Regions from separate parts of the Mus musculus genome. Here region 2 is linked to region 1. Evidence: chromatin contacts called from public HiChIP or PLAC-seq data. All regions are on one chromosome and are shown on one strand. Each heading gives the region's core, a stretch centred on a gene start, on an enhancer-like site or on the middle of the called end of the contact. The rest is flanking DNA. Distances are from core to core; before and after follow the strand shown. Region 1 overlaps Rad51b (RAD51 paralog B). Region 2 holds the start of 4933435C09Rik (a long non-coding RNA gene).

What was found. HiChIP or PLAC-seq counts read pairs in DNA pulled down with a chosen protein or histone mark.
Region 2: a contact with region 1 is called in an H3K27ac HiChIP or PLAC-seq map of heart atrium, with 7 read pairs. The contact joins the promoter of 4933435C09Rik here to the enhancer-like site in region 1. A contact is called at or near these places in 10 of 484 Hi-C or Micro-C datasets (the 3T3-L1 cell line, the N1E-115 cell line, cerebral cortex and 5 more) and 2 of 115 datasets of contacts at active chromatin or transcription factors (heart atrium and stem cell-derived neural progenitor cells).

Annotation. Positions count from the first base shown.
Region 1 is chr12:79,748,089-79,752,427 of GRCm38.p6, reverse strand. All of the region lies in intron 8 of Rad51b (RAD51 paralog B), which reads right to left. Among named protein-coding and RNA genes, the nearest start is that of Gm36048, 49 kb to the left of the region's middle. Within about 2 kb of position 1,932, at least 165 of the 459 cell types and tissues checked have an H3K27ac peak or open chromatin away from gene starts, as enhancers often do. A contact at or near this core is called in the N1E-115 cell line, cerebral cortex, heart atrium and 4 more, where this site is marked.
Region 2 is chr12:79,933,971-79,938,231 of GRCm38.p6, reverse strand. 4933435C09Rik (a long non-coding RNA gene) reads right to left here and starts at 1,693. Exons shown (of 3, transcript XR_381736.3): 1 at 693-1,693. It overlaps 9430078K24Rik (RIKEN cDNA 9430078K24 gene), which reads left to right and starts at 1,968. Exons shown (of 4, transcript NR_131074.1): 1 at 1,968-2,045. It overlaps Gm51985 (a long non-coding RNA gene), which reads right to left. Exons shown (of 2, transcript XR_003950201.1): 2 at 3,366-4,261.

The DNA of each region.
Region 1 (4,339 bases), core at 683-3,182:
CAGCTCACTGGGGCAATGGTGCTCAGGGTCCAGGAGAAAGAAAAGGAAGGGCATCAGCTACCAGCAGCAGCAGGGAAGGCCACGTCCCACAGCCTCTCTTCAGGCTTGGCCAGGGAAGGTCAGCCTTGCTCTTGACTGAGCACTGGCAGAGGTGAAAGAAAGGACAGGAGTCCAGGCCAAAGTCTCTTGCTTCCTTCCCTGAGAACCTGCTGGGGGAGGCATGTCTGGGATCAAATAGCTTTACCTTAGGAGGGGGAAATGAAGAAAGACTCCAGGCATTGAAGAGTGAGCCATTCAAACAACAAACAAGAAACCTGGAGTTTTGAGAGAGGACAAAAGAGTGACTTGCTGAGACGAACGCAAACATGGGTTAGGAAGGAACCTGGGTCAGAGGCCAGTCAGCCTCTGCCGAAGAGCAGGCATCAAAGTGTACTTGCCTGGCATAGCACGATAGGACATAGGAGGAGAATGCATGCCCCTGCGGGTCTGTCTGGCATGGGGACAGGATGCCAGTGGGCGTGGTGTACGCAGCTGTGCCACACTGGGGAATGCCCCAGGAGACTCAGAAGTCATTTCAAAGAACAAATAGTGCAGGAAGCCCTGGCTGGCTGATGAACGCATCCTTTTGGAGGAGAAAGTCCAGCAGCCTCTGCAAGCCAGAGGACCCGAGAAGCGGTGAAGAGAGGGAACGGTTTGCAGAAGTAGTAATTACAAAACGGCTTGTAAACTTCAGGGGGCTAAGATGTAATCAGTGTAATTTCCTTAATATAACTTTGATCAGAAAAATCATTGTTCCAAATGGTCCCATGACCTCTCTTTGTACCATTTATAGGGGGAGAGATAAATCCAGCCCTGCTCCTGCCTGCTAGGAGGGGGTTGCACACTCCCCACTCAATGTTTAGTCAGCCCACAGAGTTATGTGAGCTCAAATCATTCTCCCAGTTCTGCATGCTCTCTTTCCTCTGCATTTTCTCTTTCTGCTGGCCCCGAAAATGGCAACAACCTGCCGGGGCTCCGAGTCTTGAAGAAATGGAGATTGGGTTTGTGGGAACTGACCCCTCACAGGAACATTTGGAAACATTCCCACACATGTGAGGCCCCACAGACATCTCTCATTTGACCCTCTTGAGGGAAGGAGGGACTAAAAGAAGGCTCTGATTACCTTTAGTGACTTGGTAAGCCCACCTTAACCTAGAGCCAGCCCCCACCCCCACCCCCATTTTCACCTGGACAAGGACTCCACAGTGGCTATCAAAGTCCCATGTTTATACCTTATGTGCATTGATCTGAGTTGCTGAGAAATTTCCCATGAAGCCACATAGGGAAAAAGACCATGATAAAGACCTTTCCTTTTATTTCTCTCCTTCAGCAGAATTGGTCCCCAGGCACTTTAGACTTAGAAGTTCCACTAATAAGCCTTATAAACTGTGAGCCCAGCCTCTGCATAGAAACTACTTTGTATAGCCCCTAAGTGAAATCCCCCGGGGGACAGAAGATGCCCACGGCTTTAACAATCGAGACATAACACAGCCTCAGTATGAGAACAGAAGACAAGCACACTCTGACATCCCAATTGAAACTACAGGCTGAATCGGACATAGAAGAATGCAATTACCTTTTCTCGTCTGATGGTACACTAAAGAAACTGGAGAAGTGGGATACCTATTAGGTCCTCACTAATCCTCCTCCTAAATTCAAAGCAGGGCTGGTCCCTGGAACTCATTTCTGAGTATTCTTACTCCCTGTCATTGTTAGGCAGCTCAATTGATAAGTGCTTCCAGCTCAGAATGCTTTCTGCTTAGCTCGCCCCCTCTTCTTTCCCAGCGGCTCAAAGCACTTTACAAATATCACCTCATTATTCTTTATAGCACTCCAGCGAGCCTGATAGGTGGAAAGGTTCATTATCTTCTCCTCAGCAATAGGGGAAATAGACAAAGGAAGGAGAAGTGACTCGCTGAAGCCAGCAAAGGAGAGGCTGGACTGGAAGTACAGCTCAGCCACTCTCCAGACTCCAAATGTGCACATGTCCCATGTCAGCTTGTAAAACTGATCTGCTGACAGGGTGGGGTTTTCTCCTAAGCACTGTTTTGTAATCAGCATGTCTGGAGGGAGGCTCTGCACTGGGCTGGAGGGGAAAGGGCAGGAGTCGAGATGGAGGCTGCCTTCAGATGGTAACACTTAGGTTAGACAAAGTTCTTCACCAGAGTCGCAGTGCCTTCCCTAGGAAAGGAGATGCTTAGAGTGAAGGATTCTTCCTTATGTGATGGACGAGGAAGGAGTTTCTGAAGATTGCTTCTAGTGAGCCTTAGTCCCTGATCATCGGAAACCATTTCGCAAGTCGGAAATGGCTGCACCCTTGTCTTCTTATAGAGTGTTTGTTCCTTTTCATCCACTATCCATCTACGACAGGAAGGATCGGAGCAGCTAGTGTGACAAGGTGAAGCGGAGAGGTGGCCCTAGAGAGCAGAGGAGCAGGAAGAGGCTGAAGGGGCCGGAAAGGAAGAACTTAAAGTGAGAATCTGGCAAAGTGCATCATGACCTGATCCTCAGTTCGAACCAGAGACGCACCCAATATTCCGTGGAATTTATACTAAGTTCCCCAAAGTATAGGAAGGCCTGGGAACAACAGGACTTGATCTGCCTTTTCCAGATAGGGGATTTGCCAGTCCCTTCCCCCTCCTGTGAACAATGGTCCAGTGTGCCGGGGCAGTTTTCCATTGACACAGAAGTTCATTTTAATAAAAAAAAAAAAAAGCAGCGCTGATCTTCAAGTTAATCAAAACTGGATTATACAGGTTTCAGGAGTTTATAATTTGGTGCTTGAGCTGCTGCTAAGCCCGGACCTTTAGAAAAGCTGCCTGAGCTCATCTCTCTCATCTTCAACATTTACTTTTTCTAAATGATGCACTGACCAAGAGGTGGAGGGGTAAGACAGTAAGATCAAGATTTGTTTGTAGGAGCAGTTCCTGCCACAAGAATAATGACCTTGGATAGCAGTAAAGAATGATGCTTTGGGGTGAGGGAGTGGTTGGTTACAGGGACCAGCGATAAAGGACTGACTATGCAACCACCGGAGGAAGCCCATTTTTGTGATGCTTAGGCTGTTTTTGTTGGCCTGGTCTTTGCACTCACCATGGGAACTGCGTCGCTTGCTTGCTGCTCCTGCAGAGACTGCAGGATACTTTTCTTTATACAGAGGAAAAGGAATAACGAATAACTATCCCCTGAAAACCAGTGTCTTCAGGGCTGGGGGGGTGGGGGTGAATTGTATTCATCTCCCTGTCCAGCTGTAAGGGCCACGGGTTGCCAGCTCTCTTCCAGCTGCTCTCAAAGGGCCTCAGCCTGACCTTGTGGAACCTTCTTTCTGGGAAGTCAAGGAATTTCCAGGATTAGCTCAAATCTTGAGGCTGCCAACTGTGACAATCTACAAAGCTCTCTTAGGCAATGATTCAGGCCCCCATTTCTGCTCAAAGCCAAGATGGTTCCCAGCGAACTGGAAATAGTCTCACTTCCTGGATGTAGGCTATAATGGGAATTGACCCCGGAAGAATTTTGGAAGGGCAAGCCTCAGCATTTCTGCATACTGCAGATTCAACAGCTGATACCAGATATAACTGAAATATAATAAAACCTGAAAAGCAAGGTAAAGAGGTCACCAGACACACGTTTGAAAAAGAACACCATAAGAAAAAGGGAGTGTGGTGTTTTAATGACAATAATGGCTAATCTCATATAGTTAACCACCCAAGACGGTATATTTTGGGGGGGAAATACCTGGTGAATCTCTCCTGAACTGAACTTCTGGACATTCTAGCCTAAGTCCAAGTTTCTAAGTTCTGATTAGATAGAATACAAAATCCCTCATAAGAAAGAATAATTTGGTACTTCGCTTTAGCCCAGGTAAGAGCTAGACCTCAGATCCAGCCAGGAACAGCCCTGGTACACTAAGGCCCTCACCTTTCCCTCTGTCTCCTGAACTCTGCAGACATCTGAGCTGTTGATGAAACATCAGAATAAACTTCCAACTCCCTCTGTGGCCTCCTTAGGCTTCAGTCCCATCTGAAAAGTGAAGCAACAGGACTAGAGCACCTGCAGCATCCGTCCTCTGAGAATCCCTGTACAACTGTGTCTCTGCAGAGTTGGCTCCAGCACTTTCTGGCTACAGTATACTCTCTACCTTTCAGGCTTCACTGAATCCAAGTCCCCAGGCAGGCCTAACACTGTCTGGGGGACTCTCAGATCACAAACCGAAGCTTTAATGGACAATTCAAGTCAAATGTTTCTTCTACTCCTGCAAGTTAGAATTGACCAGGACTCTACTAATCCAGCTGACCTCAGG
Region 2 (4,261 bases), core at 444-2,943, 190 kb before region 1:
TTGTTGAGCTTAGCTTGGGAGGACTATCTCTTTTGGGGTGGGCCAAGAAGTTCACATTCCCAGCTTGGTACTTATGAACCTCATGCAGGCCACTGGCACATTGGCACAAAGCCAGGGTTTAGTGATTGCACAAGGGGCCCGATCCCTACGAAGCCAGCCCAAGGAGCCACATCAGCTCTCTCTGAGCCTTCGCTTGTTGCAGCAAATACTCCTCTTCAAGTCACCTGCAGCCAATAGGATGCTAGAGGACAGGCTCCTAACCATCTTGGCTCTCCGCAGCAGTCTTCTGCAGACTTCTGCAGAACTGGGGTGTCCCACAAAGAGATGAGGGGCACTTAGCACACAATGCTTTCTTTTCTGGTTTTGGTGGAGAAATCTCTGCTGTCTGATCATGACTCAGAAATTATATAACTTGTTCAGAGAACAAAATGCTAAGTGTTCATTAAGTGAGTTGGGAGACCCAGAAGGTCCAGACACTGTATAGAGCAGGTCCTGGAGCTGCAGGCAGAGATCTAATTGGGGGGAGGCCCTGGAAGGGAGAGAGGATGAGAAGGAGCTTTAACGGAGGAATTTCTGAGACCATCATGGAGTTCCCGTCTTTTCTTTAGTGTCTCCAATCGGCTTCATACAATACAGTCAAGGTATAGTGGATCAACTCCAGGACAGGCAATCACAGTGCAGACCCATCTTACCATCTGGGAGGTGGGACATCTCCATAGGGTGATGGAGAAAGGTCACAGGCAGGGTTGGGACGAGAACTCTTGCCTTGTCTTTCCTCAATATTCTCTTTCTACTTGAAAAGAGAAGGATAAAGTCCTCCAGTGCTGGAGTCAGATGGCTTTAGTGTGTAGCCTGAAAGATTCAGTCTACTGGCCATGTGACTCCTCCACAGTACTAAAGGGAATAGATTTCTCCAATAGAGTGGTCCAGCTTGCCTCTTCCTCTGGGCCCCGGGAATTAGCTCATTAGACTCCTCTTGGGTGTCGAGACAATGGGTTGCCATGGGTACTCTCAGAACAGCACCCAACATGTAATGAGTTCTGTAGGGTGGGGTCATCCCCTTCTTCTCCCTCCAACTCTCCTTCTTTTCCCTTCCCTTCTTCCCCCTCCTCTTGAACCTAGGTCTGGTTAGCTGTGGACATTTGTCTATTTTGCTATAACCCCTGGCAGTTTCAGCGTGTTAGAGGAGTGTGGGAATCGGGCACTGGCCTGTGTCCTGCAGTGAGCCATAAAACAGCGGCAAAGGGAGCGGCCAGTGCAGATAGGCCTAGAGATGAAAGGCAGTGTGTTTTCCTTTCCAGAGTTCGGCTGTGTTCCTGAAGGCCCACAGCTTCCTCTGTCCTGCTGCTGGCTCTCCTTTTTTTTTTTTTTTCTCTTCCCAGTTCCCCTCAGGGATATCTTAAGAGGCAAACTTCCAGCACTAACAGGAGGTCTTTTGTTCTCCTAGTCTCAAAGTGGACTTTAACCCAGTTACTACAGACTGAGTCACAGTAAAAACAAACAAATAATAATACTTGGTTTTTCTTAAAGCCTCTTCCATTCCTGTTGACTGAAAAGGGGGAATCTGACACTTTCTTGGGCCTATGGGGGCTCTTCCCCACCCCAACCTTTTAGAGAGACAGTCTCAGAGAACCTTCCAGAACATTCTGGAGCTAGGCACTATGACTTGTTTTAGACTTTCATCTGATTTTGGGTGGTGTATGGACTCTGAGGAATTTGGGGGTCTCAGCATAGTCCTGGTAGGGCTCATCCTAGTCTGAGGAGCACTTGTTACACTCCTGGTGTGGACACATACTTACTCCTGGACTAGCCTCCCTTATTCACACTTTAGAGTCTTTATATGTGAAACTAGGGGATGAGGACATTCTCTGATTTTATCAAGAGAGACTTTGCGATTGACCCTGCTCTGCTAGAAGACGCTAGGGCAAATTAAGATGCTGTTTATAGCAGTCTGAGTCCATTCACTAAAAGCTTTATGGGCCCTTAGGAGTAGGGTGGGTGTCAGAGGAGAAAACCCCACTTCCTGGCCTCAGAAAGGCACACAGGTAAGCAGGGAAATGCGGAATCTTTTCCTGAGGTAAGATGGGTTTGTGTGAAGGGAAGGGGGTGACTGTTTCCATGGGGAGGGCATAGAAGTTTTTCCTAGGGGATGTAGCAATTGAGAGTGGAGCTGCTCAGGGAATGGAAAGTTGGGTGTTTAGGACAGGTGGAAGGAGCGAGGAAGGGTCCAAGGCATTGGGCTCATCAACAAAATGCTGTCTTAAGTATTTCTCTAAGAAGTTTTGCTTACATGTAAAAAAATATGGTTTTGCTTAAAGGCTCTTCTATTCCTGTTGACTGAAAGGGGGAACCTGACACTGCCTTGGGCCTACGGGACTCTTCTCCACCCCGATCTTTTAGAGACACAGTCTAGGAGAACCTTCCAGAACATGTGGAGCTTGGCACTGTGACTTGTTTTAGACTTTCATCTGATCTTGTTTAAGCAGACCTGGGCCTTCTCTTTTGTAAAAAGAGAAGAGTCTAGAAGAACATGCTACCAGCTTTGGAACTCTGTTCTAAGATGTCCGACTACATGCAACATTAAGACATGCCTGAGGCCACTAGTCCATCAGACACACTGCCCAAGGGTGTAGCCGTGGTTCCCAGTGAAAGGATTCCCATTCCCTAAGAGCTTGTCATCCTTAACTCCCCAGAGTGCAAGGACCTTGGGCAACACACTCATCACTCCCATCATGAAAAGCCAATTCAGGTGCTTGAAAATGCTGGTTCAATTAGCCCCAACTTCTAGGTCTTCTTTCTATGTGCCATCTCCAGAATCCTTGGGTAGATTGATGGTCCTCTGTGTGGCTATGGCTCATTCTTTACATTGTGACTTAAGCTCCATTCTCCAACAGCCCTCCTCCTGGGCTGTGAGCTCCTTAGAGGGAACTATGCTAAAGTACTTTTGTTTGTTTGTTTGAGATGGGGCCTCACTATGTAGCCTGGCTGTTCTGGAACTGGCTATGTAGACTAAGCTGGCCTCAAACTTATGGATATTACCTGCCTCTGTTTCCTGAATGCTGAGAATAAAGGCATGTACCATTGTCCCCAGCTAGTACTGTCAAACAGTCAATCTTTCCCAATGTTTGTTTCATAGACCTATAATGTGACCAAGGGATGGTTGATGGTGTATTCTGTTCTGTCTGACAAATAACAACAGAAATGTCACCTTCATCACCATCAACTTAATAGGCTTAGGCCTAAGACTTCCCACTGATCTCAGCCCTGTATAGAAAGAGATTTTTTTTTTCTAAGAAGCAACTCCCACTCCATCGTTTGAAATCTGACCAAGAGAATAATGGGAATCCAAGGCAGGAAACATTCTCTTTTTCAAGCCGATTTCTTTGCTTTAGTGAACCCAAGCAACATGAAAGAAGCCAGCATCTCTGGGTCCAGACCTTAGGCTCCTTACAGAGACTCAGCCTAGCCAGTTGGTGCTGGGGAACACCAGCCTCCCTCTTGGCCTGCCTTTTCTGGATTGGTTCTAAGAGGTTAAGAAAAAAAAATTCCAGGAGCAGACTTGCTCTCAGGGACAGTAGCTGGTTGATTTCTTCTGAGAAAATGGAAACCTTGGTCTTCTGATGTGTGCAGTGACAGACACAAGAGGAATTTTCCGATACAACCAGGGAGTAGATTTTCCAAGGACAGGCTGACCAAGAGAAGCCATCATCTGATCATGATCCAGAATTAGGTAATGTGGCACCCCCTGGAGCAGAAGAGGTGACTGGCTACCCCAGGAGGAAAGTTGTATTCTCTTCACTTTCTAGTGTGTGTGGTGATCTGCCACCAATGGGATTAAGGATTTCAAGACAGCTGGGTCATCTCAGTGCCATTTCCCCGTGGTGAGAAGAGACAAGATGTTGATTCTGTTTGGGAAGGAGGTGATGGTGACGGGCAGCTGAAAGCTAGACCGCTCTCTAAACTGTGACAGAAATGGTATGCACAGGGTCTATCTACGGGGCACTGGCTTCCACAGTGGCCTGGCTGTACCCTTCCATGAACTCATTCATTATTCCATATGCTTACTCGGCTCCGCTCTGTGGCTAACCCTGTCCTATGAACTGGACGGACAAAGACAAATTGTCCCCCACCCTGGTTTGTTCTCTGGAGTTCCCTTCATCTTCCTCTGCAAGAGAAGGACCATTGTTTTCCCGAGCTCCTTTCTTTCTCACAGCCACGGCTGATTTTTCAAAGGTCTCAGGGATTCTGGAAAAGACCTCGG